2 separate regions of the Mus musculus genome follow, and region 2 is linked to region 1. A link is a contact called in public Hi-C data. All regions are on one chromosome and are shown on one strand. Each heading gives the region's core, a stretch centred on a gene start, on an enhancer-like site or on the middle of the called end of the contact. The rest is flanking DNA. Distances are from core to core; before and after follow the strand shown. Region 1 overlaps Bach2 (BTB and CNC homology, basic leucine zipper transcription factor 2). Region 2 overlaps Bach2 (BTB and CNC homology, basic leucine zipper transcription factor 2).

The links. Hi-C and Micro-C count contacts between places; a contact is called where the count stands out from the background.
Region 2: a Hi-C map of cortical neurons shows a contact between it and region 1, with 2.1 times the contacts expected there. The contact joins two enhancer-like sites. A contact is called at or near these places in 6 of 484 Hi-C or Micro-C datasets (the HL-1 cell line, Th2 cells, cerebral cortex and 3 more), 2 of 115 datasets of contacts at active chromatin or transcription factors (bone marrow-derived macrophages and embryonic midbrain) and 1 of 9 other capture datasets (embryonic stem cells).

Annotation. Positions count from the first base shown.
Region 1 is chr4:32,457,259-32,464,785 of GRCm38.p6, reverse strand. The region is part of intron 1 of Bach2 (BTB and CNC homology, basic leucine zipper transcription factor 2); the gene reads right to left. Among named protein-coding and RNA genes, the nearest start is that of Bach2, 44 kb to the right of the region's middle. Within about 2 kb of position 1,530, at least 13 of the 459 cell types and tissues checked have an H3K27ac peak or open chromatin away from gene starts, as enhancers often do. A contact at or near this core is called in Th2 cells and cortical neurons, where this site is marked.
Region 2 is chr4:32,533,252-32,541,038 of GRCm38.p6, reverse strand. All of the region lies in intron 2 of Bach2 (BTB and CNC homology, basic leucine zipper transcription factor 2), which reads right to left. Among named protein-coding and RNA genes, the nearest start is that of Bach2os, 35 kb to the left of the region's middle. Within about 2 kb of position 3,673, at least 67 of the 459 cell types and tissues checked have an H3K27ac peak or open chromatin away from gene starts, as enhancers often do. A contact at or near this core is called in Th2 cells and cortical neurons, where this site is marked.

The DNA of each region.
Region 1 (7,527 bases), core at 281-2,780:
GATTTAAAACCCACACAACTGGATGAGATCATCCTGGGAGCGAGCTCACGTGGCCTGGGTGAATGAATAAGCAAGTATGTAGGCAGGAAGGAGGAGGTCGACAAGTTGATATAATTGGAGTCTATCAGAAATTGGACATAAGAGAAACACGTTCAGGAAGGAGAATACAAAGAATTTTATTTTCTTCCTGCAGAGATGGTCCATTTAGATTTTTTTCCCCTTTGGCCTCAGAACTGCCCACAGGAGGTGTCTGGAGCAGCTGCCCTGTACCTGTGGGGTACCCCAGCTTACTTTAGGCAGCTTTGTAGCTAAGCACTTCTCCCAGTGAACATCTTGTAAGTGTGTAGGGGGAGGCAGAGATCACCAGAGTGAGTCTCGGGAAGAAATGAGATGAACCATGTGCACAACGTGTTTGAAATCAAGAAGGGGGTAGAGTACAATTTCAACATCTTGGGCATTTTATCTGTAGTGTGTCATCCTTTCTCCTGAGGAAACAGGCACACATCCTTCCACCAAAATAGTAGGACTTGCTATACACTCCTGTTTTGTGGAAGCCGAGACGTCCAAGCTGGATTTCTTAGAAATCAAAAGCAGGGTTTTGCCATGTTTTCTTAAATCATTTCAAATACTGTATCACCCAAACACTAGCTTCTCAGGCCCATAGGCCCATATAACCGCATTAAAGGCACAATGAGAAGATGACATTGACAGAACCGCCTCTGTGAAGTTTTCTTCCCCACACATTTTGCAATTAGTATTTCTCTCAAAAACATATAGTTTCGCACACCACTATTTTTTGTTCTAATCACAGGCGTTAGAATTGCCTTATGTTTAATGGCTCGAGCCGCTTTTGATTTCTCCGATCTCCATTTCTGTAGTCTTCTAGGCCTCTTTTCTCTAAAGGCATGGTGACTTGGCTCATTTCTGCTCCCCACCATCACAGAAACCCTACTGCATCCCTGTGTAGTTCTCAAAATGACCACCGACGACCCGATGATGAAGTTTGATTATCTGGAGCCTTCCAAAGTGTTCTATCCATACCTCAAGGAGGTAAAATGTTGACTTAGAATGAGCATTAGCTGCCAGTAAGAGCCTGAGGGGCTACAGAGATGACTCTCCATGGTGAGTGTTCTCTAGGGTTGGGGGAGGAATGGGAGACAGTGAGCCTCAGGACATTCCCACATGTCTATTACATGCATATCACCAGCTATGGGCCTTGTCTTACTGATGGGGGATGTCCACAGTGCAAAGATGCCCTCTAGGGAACAGGGACCACAAAGGGTTGTAAAGACCAGCACATTAGATGGTTCCTTTACATACCTCAAATACCTCACTTCCCATGTGGAAGGGGAGACTGTGATGTTTTCACACTATAACAACAATGAAATGGAAGCCTGAGCAGGTATTGGCAGAGGCCTAGCTTGGACCTTAACCAATGAGCGCTTCATTTCCACAGACTTAGGTTGTGTCGAGAAAGTTAATCAGAGAGAGCTGCTTGTGTGTGGGTGTCCTGTGTGTGAGTCTCCTCTGTGCAGCATAGGCACTTCCTTTCTCCAAGCTGTTAAGAGTCTAACCCGAGCTTCAACTACTCTGGCCCGTGTACAGCTCATTCTTGGGAAGCCGAGGCTGTAAACACCAGTCCAAAGGCATTGCTCCCTCCCCACCCAGGACTCAGCGCCAGTGCTATTCTGCAGCTGGAACCCCATCCTTTGAACTTTAGTTTTCAATATCACTTCTTCCCCCTGCTCCCACTTGTATGGCTTCCTTGATAGAGTGGAGAACCTTAGAGTGCTCCATTCATTTTTTTAAAACTTGGGTCTGGCTCCAACACTCACCACTTTTGACATTCCCAGGCAAGTTTACAGTGTAACTAAAGCCAAGTTAAGCTAAATGATACGTGTGGAAATAGACAGCAGTGTAACTTTCAGAAATCACACCGTTATCTCTTGTAGGTAAGCTAGCTCTGAGTTTCCCTAGAAATGCCCTCAGAAGTCAAACTTGGCTGGGCACTGACCTTCAGTTTGAGTTAGAGAACTCAGGGTGAACACAGAATCCTAGAGTGGCTGTCTACATCTATTCTTGCTGTTAAAGATTTCAAATACTGAACACCAGAAACAAACACAGCTTCCCCTAGGCAGTGAGTGGTTGGATGCACATCCCACATTCTACTGTTGGCTTCCACCTGACTCCCAGGCATCCCACTACAGATTTTCTATGCTATAAAGTTAAGGGGAGAAAAGCTGAGACGAGGGTTTGGTCCACTGTCTTTAAACCGACACGATAATCAGTCACAAGTTCTCAAGCATAAACATACATTTTTTGGGGCGAATGAACTATGAATCTCATTGCCAGTTCTTAGGAAAGATCCTGAGAACTTCTGTGCGAAAGACTGAATAGATACAATGGTTTCTCGGGAATTGAAGACTGAAGCAAACGTTTCTAAAATGTACAAAAAATTAATTCTGAAAAATCTGCTGCTCATTTGTTGCAACTTCAGTTTCAATTTTAATTCTGAAAAAAAAATCCCTCTAACAAACACTTTCTGAATGACTACTGCCTGATCATTTGGCAGGCAGCTCCTGCAACTTTGGCACCGAGAGCTGTCATTGGTAGTGGCTCGGTATGCATCCATCTCTTCCCTATTTCGCCTGGGAGGAAGCTGAAGGGTGTGAATTCAGTTCTAGAACAGAACACTCACTAGCTCTTCATACTGGAAACAGAGCTTGTCCCTCAGGTGCTTTTTCTGTAACCCCCGTTAAATAATATCCAACTCGAGGATCCTGGTGGGACAGAGTCAATGCTGGAAGGCACTGAGATCAAAGGTTCCCTCTGTTGTTATCTAGAGAAGCCAGAATGAGTAAAACTAGCTATTTCTAGCCATGAACCTCTCCGAAAGTGAAATGCTGAAGAGCTGATCCTTATGTGTCACTTCAACCTGACTTAACTAACCCATGGACACTTACCGAGTGCTTTAGGTTTCAGAAACAGTTACTGTGCTGACTAGGACAGACTCATATGTCAGGTCTTGAGACAGACAATAAACACCCAAGCAAATGAACAGTAAACTACTCAATAGTCCCAAGTTCTACCATAAAGACAGAATAGGGTGACACAAAAGAAAGTCAGCGGAGGACTACAGATGACGCCTGTCTAAACATTCGTGTAGAACCAAGTGACACATAGGAAGAAACACAGGACTCTCTGACAAAGGATCTATGTGTATCTCTAGGATTGTTTGCTTGTTCAGAATGCCAGTTAAACCAATACTATTTTCATACTACATGTCAAGTATCACTTATGCAAAATCCTAGGGACCAAGAGAATTTGAGATTTTAGACTGCTTCAGAGTTTGGAATACTTGCAAGTACATAATGAGCTGTCTTGGGACAGGACCTAAGTCTGAAGAAAGATAATTTATGTCTCATATATACCTCATGCATATATAACCTGAAGGTAAATTATTTTTACATGTATGAGTATTTGGACTGTATGCATGTATGTATGTGCACCATGTGTGTTTCAGGTGCTCGAGGAGGTGAGACATGGGCATCATATCCCCTGGAACTAGAGTTATGGGCAGTTGTGATCAACATTTGGGTGCTGGGAATTAAACCAGGAACCTCTGGAAGAGCAGCTAGTGCTCATAACCGCCCAGCCATGGCTCCTGACACCTGGCTTCATTCCGTACAATATCCCCTGTGCTTCTACACTGTGACTGGGACTTTGCACTTGGTATGGACTTTTGTTCTTGTGTTATCATGTCAGTGTCTCAAAGGGTTTGAATTTTGTAGTTTATTTTTCACAGTACTGATGCTCACCTTGCAATACAAAGAAGCTTAATGACTATTCCACAGCATTGGCATTTCCACCAAGGCTGCAAACACAATGGTTGGTAAAACTCTGGTGCCTCAGCAGGAAGCTGGTATGGCACCAAACTGTGTGAGTTCTTTACCACCACACACTCATCAGCAAAACATAAAGACATGAGTTTTACTTTAAAATGTACTTGTTCAGACATTGGTCGCAAACTCCATAGCCACTCCTACAACACCCAGAGGAAGCTCCACTCTCAGGGCCTCTAACATGACCAAGATCGCAGGATCACATGATCCCAGGAGCTTGGCCACACCAGGATATCAGGGTCCCAGAGGTAGTTTGACTAATGGGAGCTCTGACATACCCAGGATCTCAGGATCCCAGGATCCCAGGATCCCAGGATCCCAGAATCACAGGATGCCAGAGAAAGCTGGACTCTGAGGAGTTCTGACACAACCAGGATCACAGGAAGGACAGGCTCCAGTCAGATATAATGAGGGAAGGTAGCACTAGCAACAAGCAGATGGCAGGAGGTAAGCATGAGGACACAATCAACAGAAACCAAGGTTACCTGGCATTATCAGAATCCAATTCTTCCACCATAGGAAGTCCTGGAACAACATCACACTGGAAAAGCAAGATCTGGATCTAAAAATCATTTCTTATGATGATGATATAGGTCTTTAAGAAGGACATAAATAACTCCCTTAAAGAAATACAGGAGAGCATAGGTAAAACAGCTTGAAGCCCTTAAAGGGGAAACACAAAAATCTCTTAGAGAATTGCAGGAAAACATAACCAAACAGGTGAAAGAATGGAACAAAACCATTCAGCATCTAAAAATGGAAATAGAAACAATAAAGAAATCACAAAGGGAGACAACCCTGGAGATAGAGAACCTAGGAAAGAGATCAGGAGCCATAGATGCAAGCATCACCAACAGAATACAAGAAATAGAAGAGAGAATCTCAGGTGCAGAAGATACCATAGAAAACATTGACACAACAGTCAAAACACAAAAAGCAAAACTCTCCTAACCCAAAAACATCCAGGAAATCCATGACACAATGAGAAAATGAAACCTAAGGTTAAAAGGTATAGAAGAGAGCAAACATTCCCAACTTAAAGGGCCGGTAAATATCTTCAGCAAAATTATAGAAGAAAACCTCTCTAACCTAAAGAAAGAGATGCCCATGAACATACAAGACGCCTACAGAATTCCAAATAGACTAAACCTGAAAAGAAATTCCTCCGGACACATAATAATCAAAACACCAAATGCACAAAACAAAGAAAGAATATTAAAAACAGTAAGGGGAAAAGGTCAATATAAAGGCAATCCTCTCAGAATTACACTACACTCATCACCAGAGACTATAAAAGCTAGAAGATCCTGGGCAGATTATACAGACCCTAAGAGAACACAAATGCCAGCCCAGGCTACTATACCCAGCACAACTCTCAATTACCATAGATGGAGAAACCAAGATATTCCATGACAAAACCAAATTTACACAATCTCTTTCCATAAACCCAGCCCTACAAAGTTGTAAAACACCAACACAAGGAGGGAAACTACACTTTAGAAAAAGCAAGAAAGTAATCTTTCAACAAACCCAAAAGAAGAAAGCCACACAAACATAATTCCACCTCTAACAACAAAAATAACAGGCAGTAACAATTACTTTTCTCTAATATCTCTTAATATCAATGGGCTCAATTCCCCCACAAAAGACATAGACTAACCAACTGGATATGTAAACTGGATCCAGCACTTTGCTTCATATAGGAAATGCACCTCAGTGACAAAGGCAGACACTACCTCAGAGTAAAACATTGGACAACAGTTTTCCAAGCAAATGGTCCCAAGAAACAAGCTGGAGTAGCCATTCTAGTATCTAATAAAAACAACTTTCAACCAAAAGTTATCAAAAAAGATAAGGAAGGACACTTCATACTAGTCAAAGGAAAAATCTACCAAAATGAACTCTCAATTCTGAAGATCTGTGCTCCAAATGCAAGGAAACACACATGCATAAGAGAAACTTAAGCTCAAAGCACACATTGCACCCCACACAATAATAGTAGGAGACTTCAACACCCCACTCTCAGCAATGGACAGATTATGAAAACAGAAACTAAACAGAGACACAGTGAAACTAATAGAAGTTAAGAACCTAAAGGGTTTAGCAGATTATTTATAGAACATTTCATCCTAAAGCAAAATGAATGTACCTTCTTCGCAGCACCTCATGGTACCTTCTGCAAAACTGACCATATTATTGGTTACAAAACAGGCCTCAACAGATACAAGAAGATTGAAATAATCCCATGCATCCTATCAGATCACCATGGAGTAAAGCCGGTCTTCAATACCAAGAAAACAAGGGAAAGCACACATACACATGGAAGCTGAACAACGCTCTACTCAATGATAACTTGCTCAATGAAGAAATAAAGAAATTAAAAACTTTTAGAATTTAATGAAAACGAAAACACATTATACCAAAACTTATGGGACACAATGAGAGCAGTCCTAAGAGGAAAACCCATAGCTCCGAGTGTCTCGGAGAGAGCATGCTCAAGCAGGTTGACAGCACACCTGAAAGCTCTAGAAAAAAAAAAAGAAGTAAATACACTCAAGGAGTAGATGGAAGGAAATAATCAAACTCAGGGCTGAAATCAACCAAACAGAAACAAAAAGAACTATACAAAGAATTAACAAAACTAGGAGCTGGTTCTTTGAGAAAAATCAACAAGATAGATAAACCCTTAGCCAGACGAACTAGAGGACACAGAGACATTATCCCAATTAACAAAATTAGAAATGAAAAGGGAGACACAACAACAGAAACTGAGGAAATTAAAAAAATCCTCATATCCTACTAAAGCTTATACTCAACAAAACTGGAAAATCTGGATGAAATTGACAATTTTCTAGACAGATACCATGTGCCAAAGTTAAAACAGGATCAGAGAAACTATCTAAACAGTCCCATAACCACTAAAGAAATAGAAGCAGTCATTAAAAGTCTCCCAATCAAAAAGAGCCCAGGATCAGATGGATTTGGTGCAGAATTCTATCAGACCTTCAAAAAAGACCTACTACCAATACTCTTCAAACTATTCCACAAAATAGAAACAGAATGAACACTACCCAATATAGTCTATGAAGCCACAGTTACACTGCATATTTTCCCTTGGAGATGGAATGATTTCTGTCTAATCAGGAACCTGTCACAATTTCCTTTCTTAGAGGACTTCATAAGAGATTTTTTTTTCTACCTCGATCATGTTTAATGTTACAAACAGATTCTAAAAACTGGTTGAGTGCATATTACTTTTAGTTTCAGAAGATGTCACATGCATTTAAGAGGCATTTAACTATTATAAATTATTTTGATGACTTAAAAATGTTAATGCTAAGTTGTGTATTTTTAAATAAATTTTATTAGTTTAATAAAAAATGTCCGTGTTCATCCATGAAACTGTTATTTCTCTGAAGACACTCGAGTACTTAACATCTTAATGTTCTGTGCAATGTACAGTATCACTGCACATTGAAATATGACTGTTAGCTCATGGAAGAGCATTTGTGGGGTGGTTTGAACTGTAAGTTTATCTTAATATTTTTACTAATAATTAATTATTAATTAATTAATTTTGAGACAAGGTCTCACTATGTAACTTGGGTAGCCTGAAACTATGTAG
Region 2 (7,787 bases), core at 2,424-4,923, 74 kb before region 1:
AATGTACCTGGGAGGTTGCTCTGGGGCCATCTATTTTGGACATACTGGGAATTATTATGCAAGAGCTCTTTACTCATAACTCCCAACTGGGAAAATACCTTAAAAAAAAACAACTTTAAATAAGGATATCCAAATATCCTGAAAATGAACTTTTTTTTTTTTTTTTTGAAATGCCAAACCTCAAGAACACCAGGTGGTCTCATTTTGGGTGATTCAAACCATTTCTGAACATGTTGTTAAAGATGCAGGTTGAGGTTCCCACCGTACTCAGGAGTGTTCCAGTATTTTGATGGAACTGTAGTTACTGAAGGAGAAAATCGGACCACAGTGAAAACCACGCTGGCCAGGATGCACTCTTCTGTAGTAAGCATCTGGTTTCTGGATGGCAGGAACCACAGAACTCACTCAACACATTTTAAAAGCAGCCACCTTTCAGTGTGGCACAGCTCTGAAAACCTCAGCTAAGCTAGAAAGTGTCCGGACAGTATTATTATTTTATTCTGTAATCAGTATGGAAGACCAGGGCTTAACAATTTCTAGGTTGCATCACCATTGTAGGGAAAATGTAAGCCAAATCAGAAGTCACGGCCAGGTCCTTGCCCATGTATGCTCCTTCCTGCTAATGCCTTATCTGTCTCCTCTCTCCCCATACTTCCATGATCTCTCTGGAGTGTCAGGGGAAGGTTGGAGAATCTCTGAGTGAACGTTCCTGACACAGTCTGTTTGAGAAGGGACTCTCTTCTTTCTGCCTTCCTTGTATGACTTCCAAAATTCCCTCAATCTCATCATTTTGGTACTTCTAGTTGTCTTCTCTAATCATGCTCAGCCTTGCTTTTGACTTCTAGCATTTACTGACGCTGTACTAAGTACTTAGGTGCACTTGGACCTGACCTCTCCAACAGCCCTACGACAATGGTACCTATGGAAACTGTGGAGGACAGAGTGGGGTGTCCATTGGCAGAGAATGAAGGAGCCAGGAGAAATCTCTATAAAGGAGGTGCCAATTCAATTGGTGCCTTCCTTTTTTGACCTGGGCAACAGACACTACTAGCAGACCACCATGTAAGAGCTGTTTTCCAGTGTTCTTTCATATCATGTGAATATTCCACAATCTCTCTCTAGATAATGAGTTCTTCAACTTAAAGTTTTGATGTGCCTCCTGCATGGACTATACTAGAAGTTTACTAAACATATGCACGGTGAAGACGATTCTGTAAATTTCAGAGGACGATAACATCAGCAAAAGGTCACATTTTCCTATCAAATCAAATACTACTCTACTGGACTGAAACCACTAGATCATAAAGAAATGCTCACTTTGTATTTTTTCTGCATGAATTCTGAATAAATTAGGTAACTTTTATAAATAAGATGTTACTAATTAACCAGCACAAAATATTACTTGAACATTCATTATTCTGGGTCATAACGTAAACTTGAAAGCAAAAAAAAAAAATTCTATCGTGGAGGAACTTAGACTGTGCAAACGGCACATGAAACAGGTGTCTCAATGTTCGCCCACACCATTGTTAAAGTTCCTGGGACAATAGATGAGAGGAAGAGCGTGAGTGTGTTCTCTAACATATTAAGCTGAAACAGAAGCAGGCTGCGTAATGAGAGGGCACAGAACTAACACAAATCAGTCACCGCTCTGCGCACACAGGGACCCTGACCTCAGTAAAGACACAAGAACAACCTCGTGGCTTTCTAGGAAAAGACCTTCCATAAACACCCGGAATGAGTGTCTTCCTTCTGTCTCGAAAGAGGCAACAGAACACAAAGGGCTTGGCACCTTGGGAAAGCCAGGCACTGCGCACGACACCACAGAGCAGAGCAGATGGGTGCTGAGATAGGACACACTCTGCCAGAGCTGCAGCTCAGAGGGCAGCAGCCTGCGAGCTCGTGGGAAAGTGAAGGCGCGGAGAGTGAACTCTGTAAACTGAACTGTCCTGTTCTCAGTCTGCTAAGTTGGAAAACTTTAGATTTGGTCAAGCCATCCTAGGTCAGCATGAGAAAGGAAAGGAAAGTAGGAAAGACGGTATGGTTAGCAGGCAAGATATTTTGGAAAGCAACACACGGTGAACTGGCAGGATTATGAAGCGCCTAAGAAGAAGCCATGTGATCAATAAAAAAGGGAGCAGGGTCAGCCTTCGGAAGACCAGTGATGTCCTGGCTCTCCTCATGAAGAGTGCGGGCTATAATGCTGTCCCTCCATCACCAGGGAAAGCCCTGTGTCCTGTCTCAGGCCCGTGTGCCTGAAAGGATGCACAACGTGGCCAGGCTCTGAAGAGCATTCACATTCCATCTTTGGGTGGGAAAGGTGCATAGTCCTGCTCCTCACCATGACATAGGCCAGCTGTTACAGGACTTTGTCTGGTGCATGTTAGGAGTAGACTATCAGAGGGGTTATTACTGCACTAGACTGGATAATGAGTAACCAGCATACATGGTTCTCTATGTCCTCAGGGAGACATTGTAAAAAGGGTAGTTATCTAGTGCTTTTTTGGGCAATGCCTCCCCCCCCCCCTTTTTTTTTTTCTGGGAAGCATTTCATCCCTTAGAAAGGATGCCAGGCTCATGTCTTCCCAGTGCCAGCACCGCCCCTCCTCACTCAGTCAGGCTGCACTGCAAATATGAAGAAAAGACTTTGTTGCTGGTTTCCCGTGGATCTTCTAATAAACCGTGCTGAGCTGGCTGGTGGCTTTGTTCAGCTGCTCAGACCCCCACCACCCAGTCGGTGCCAATTCTAAGAGCGTGCTCTTCTTGCTAAAGGCAGGCCAGGCCAGGAGAGGGAGCAAGAGAACACAAGATATTCCTATATCTGGGTCACAAGGAAAAGTCAGAGGGTGAGGTTGGAGAGGCAAACTGCCTCAAACAAACATGTAAAATTCAAACTGTGCTTTCCTGGGGGTGGGGAAGGGACTCTGAGCCTGTTGTTTGTCCATCACCTAGAGGATATTTTTTCTTAGCTGGTTACTGGAGGCTGGTTTTTAATGGTGACTGGATTGTACTGGAAGAGGATTTTATGAGTTGCCAACTTGACCAACAAGTAACCCCTTAAGACAGACAGACACTCTGTAGTTCTCCTGGCTCATTGTCACCACAAGGTACAGTGATTCTGGAGCGAAAGTGCCAAAGGAAGATATGTATGGATTAGGTTCATAGGCTGAGGTGTCACTCACCCAGGAAAGGCTATGTGTCCCCTACAGGGACAATGTGGGTGACAAATAACTTTACAAAGTAGAGTACAAATCACTTCCTTTAACAAATTCATTCCAGCCATCTTCTGTGGTTCCATTGTAGGGGTGGGGTGGGGCGGGGCAGTGTGTGTGTGTGTGTGTGTGTGTGTGTGTGTGTGTGTAGGGGCCGGGAGAGAGGGAGATATGCGCACATGTGCGTGCGCGCGCACACACACACACACACACACACACACACACACACACACACACCAAAAAAATGAAGAAAGAGTACCTCGCTAGTGAGGATCTGGACTAACGAGACAGGACAAGTCAGCAGATCTTACAAGCTAATAACAGGTAGGATGTAGTAAGAATAGAAAGCTGCTGGTGGAAGGGTATCTAACCCCGAGGGAGTGGTTCATAGGCTGCTGGAGCTGGCAGAAAGCAATGTGCAATGGCACAGGAGAGACTAGGGCACAGGGCTTGTGGGGCAGGACTCCGGCAGCAGGGGAGGAGGAACTATGACGCTGGAGAGGAGGGAGCAGACCCAAGACTGGAAAGGCCATTCTCAACCACAAAAGAGGTTGGCAGGCCATGGGGAGGCACTGCAGTGTGCCATGCAGGCGAGCATTAGGGAGATCACACTGACTGCATTTGGGGACCAGCCTAGGCAGGGACAAACCAGTTACGGAAGTCCAGGAGAGCTCCCACTGTGGTTGGAACACAGGCAGCACTGGAAGAACACAGGGAGGCCAGGAGGAGGAAGAGTTGGCAGTCGTAAGAACAACCTACCAGCCAGTTCAAGACCTTGGATGGCTAACGCAACTCCCCACTGCTCCTAGTTAACCAGAGTCACAACCTGGACACAGCACTTACGGAAATGAGTTCCAGCTGGAAACCATGTGGGCTATTTTTACCATGTAGTGGCTACAACAGGAAATATACAGAGATTCTCAAACAGCCAAGGCAGGCAGGTGATGGAAGACAGGGTGCAGTCCTGTAGCCTACAGATTTCTTGAAGGACCAGCCGTTAAGGTCAGTCACTCATTCTGTGCTCCAGGGACTGTCGGACACAGGAGCCGCACAAACAAATGAAGCAAAAGCTCCCATGGAACTCGAGGATCCCCCTCTTCCCTCTCTCAAAACTCCTGAGACAGGGTCTTACTGTTTAGCTCCGCTGCTGTGGGATGCTGGGTAAACCAGGCTGACCTCAGACTCAGGGAGACCCACTTGCTTCTGCCGCCCAGGTGATAAGATTAAAGCCATGTGTCATGAACCCGTTCTTAAACGAAAACATTATACAGATGAGCAGAATTTAGGCGAACTAGCACAGTGAGATGATATGTTGAAGGCAGCCATCGCCAGGGTTGAGAAGAAGGCAGGGGAGAGGCAGCTCTCCTGGGGCAGTCTGTGCCCCGGAAGCGTTTTCCACCAGCCGCTGTGTAGAATTTGACCTCCACACTGGGCTTTCTGTCTCATGCCTCCCTCTCCAAGGGAGGTGTACTGAATCCAGTAGGTCAGCCAGGGTGGTCTCCCATCTCAGGATGCTCTTGTCATAGCAGACCCCTAGCCATGTAGGGTGCCACCTGCATTGGCTTTAGGGACCAAGGACACAGGCAGCTCTGGGGTGTGTGTGGCCCTGCATAACACAATGATTACTGTCACATTCCTGAGGTGTCAGGTGTCTTTTGGGGGACCCTGACAGAAGTAGGTTTGTCTAAGTTTAGTTACCCAAAAAAGCAAGGTCTCCAGTAAGTGACCTGAATTGAAGAGAGGCATTTGTGGGTGAAATGAAAGAAACGTGGAGATGATTTATTCCAATTTCAGGTGTTTTCTCTTACCATTGTAAACTGCTCTTCAACTTCTTTTATTTTTTTTCTCACATCATTCCTTATATAAAACTACATTCCTAGTTTAGGTTCACGATGCCTTCTGTGTGGTTCCTGGGGACCATGAGCTACAGGGGATGCCGTTCCCCAAGGGTGTACAGCGGCCAGGCAGGAGACCCTGGACTTCATCTCCCCAGCTGTTAAAGCACAGACGATCTTATTTGCTTATTGAGTGTTAACTGTTTCCATCTCTGATGTGAGGATTCAGAACCTGGGCCATGGAGCCGGGCTGTCTGAGATGCTATCCCATGTCCTCGGTTGAGAAGCTGACATTGTAGCAATTTAATGAAACTTTTCCGCCTCAGTTTTCTTATTTGGCATGTGGCAATTTAGTATCACAATCCTATAGAGTCCATGTGCTAAATGTGTATAGGAGAACCCAATGCACCATAAAGTAACTGTTCAATAAAGGCTGCCGCCACCACCAGCACCAGCACCAGCACCAGCACCAGCACCACCCCCACCACTACCTCTTCCTCTACATTAGACACACTGGACATACGGAAGACAAAACAACAATAGCCTTTTTCCTTAGTGTTTGGTCACATGTCTTTAAGACTAAGAATCTATGGTTCTCAGTACATTACAGGAGGAAAACACCCAGGCGTCCTTAGTTCCCATGCACCATGCTGTACTCTTGAGTAACATCTTTCCTTGAAGCCAACTGAATGGTGCTGAGGCAAGGTTGTTATGACTATTATATTATCACATGCTGGCCTTGCTAATAAAGCTTACCTAAGCATAGGTGACTCTTTTTTTTTTTTTAAGTGGGTCATGGTGTGACCAAAACTTGAGGTATATAGGTACCACTGTTTACAAAAGTACTTCAGGAACGTTTAGGGACTGGAGAGACGGCTCAACAGTTAAGAGGGTATGGATTCTACATAGGATCTGAGTTTAGTTCCCAGCACCCATATCAGGTAGCTTTCAATTGCTTGTAATTCCAGCAGCAGGGCATACATATTTCTCTTCTGGCCACACACACACACACACACACACACACACACACACACAGATGAATGCATAGGAACACACATATATGAATGCACACAACTAAAATAAATCTTAAAAATGAATGCTTAGTTGCATCCCAACTGATGCAAATGTTATCACTTCAGGAGGCTTAAAATAATTTTCAATAATTTTCAGGCATACGCATTAATGTTATGGTGCCCAGGTTACTTTTAAATTCCAAGATTCAAGTGATCTTCCTGCCTCTGTCTCCCAAGTAGCTAGGACTTTGGGGACATGTTACTGTGCCAGCCCGTGATAGCTGGCAAGCCTTGTGAGGTTCAATAAGTCTGTCTTGAGAGCTGCCCTTCAGAAAGTAGATGTCCTCCACCCGCAATCTGAAGTGTGGAAGTGGAGTGGATGTATGTTTTACCGAGAGAGTTAGTCATAAAAACCAGAGTGTAGTCGCAGCGGTAGCAAGCCAGGATGAGCTGACAGTGATTTCTGACCAGACTCAATCCTGGCTCCTGGTACCACGGAAAAGAACCCTGTTGGTCTGCGCCTTCGTGAGGTTGTTTCTGGGGAAAGGCAGGTCTTATCTTACACAAAGAGCCAACCAAACAAAGCTTCAGACGCAGATTTTTTTTTTCTTTACATTTTCAAAGGAATCTGAAAAGGCAGAACTCACCAATGGAACACAGGGACAAAAATGATCAGGGCTGGTCATCTCCTACTTGCTGGGCTGGGAACTATCCTGGGTTAAACCTGACTGAGACTGTGTCTAATGACTGCCATCCCTTGTCATGATAGACGGTTACAACTTCATCTTTTTCTTACATTTTTTTTAAACCTTTTCTCTCTCTTACTGAAATATTTCTGCAAAACATAGTATTTATTTGGGAAAAAAAATCCAAGTCCCTCCTTCTTCTACTGTTCCTGTTACCAAAGTCTTTCTGACTTCGCTTACTATTCTGGGCTGGCCTGGCGTACAGGACGTGTAGTTAGATTGATTGGTTTCTTCTTTCTCGGCTTGGCTCCTGTCTGCAAGTACACATCTCCCTTCTGTCTTCGTTTCAGCAACCACTCGCTAAATAATTGGCTCCAAGAACCTCCTTCAGAGTCTGTGTCATTTACAGAGATCTTTGTGCATATGGAGGTATCTCTCTTAAGACGTCTTGGAAATGAGGAAGTTTCAGAGGGGGGAAAAAGTCCTGCTTATCAAAACAAAGGGCTTTTATCCCCATTTCAGATCTAACAGCAGAAAGGAACACTAGCTTTCAGAAATCCCAGTGAAAAACTGACAAGACACGAAATATTTTTCTTTATCATACAGTGTCTATACTACAGGAGCAAACCAAGCCCGATTTAACTGATCCAATGCTGTTTTAGCGACAGATACACACGTAAACTAAGGCTCGGGCTTTTCCTCCCAGCTAGAACATGCTAAGTCTACTGTAGAATCACTAAAGCTAGGAAATTAAGAGTCCATTGGTAAATTCCATCCTTAATTCATGTTGTCATGCCCGAATGTCACTTCTCCTATAGCAAGCAGGATCACCCACTGTTGGGAAGCCACCAGAGAACGAAACCTGCTCCAGTGTTACTATGCAGGAGGACAAGCTTGAGTGCTCTTTGTGAAGCAGGACTGGAGTGAAGAACTGAAGCAAAAATAAAGAGTAAGAGAGAGCGCATCAGACACAGGCCAGGTCCTCGCTGTCCCTTGTTCTCTTTCTGACATAGTCCTGTTGTCTTGGAGGAGATCTTCACA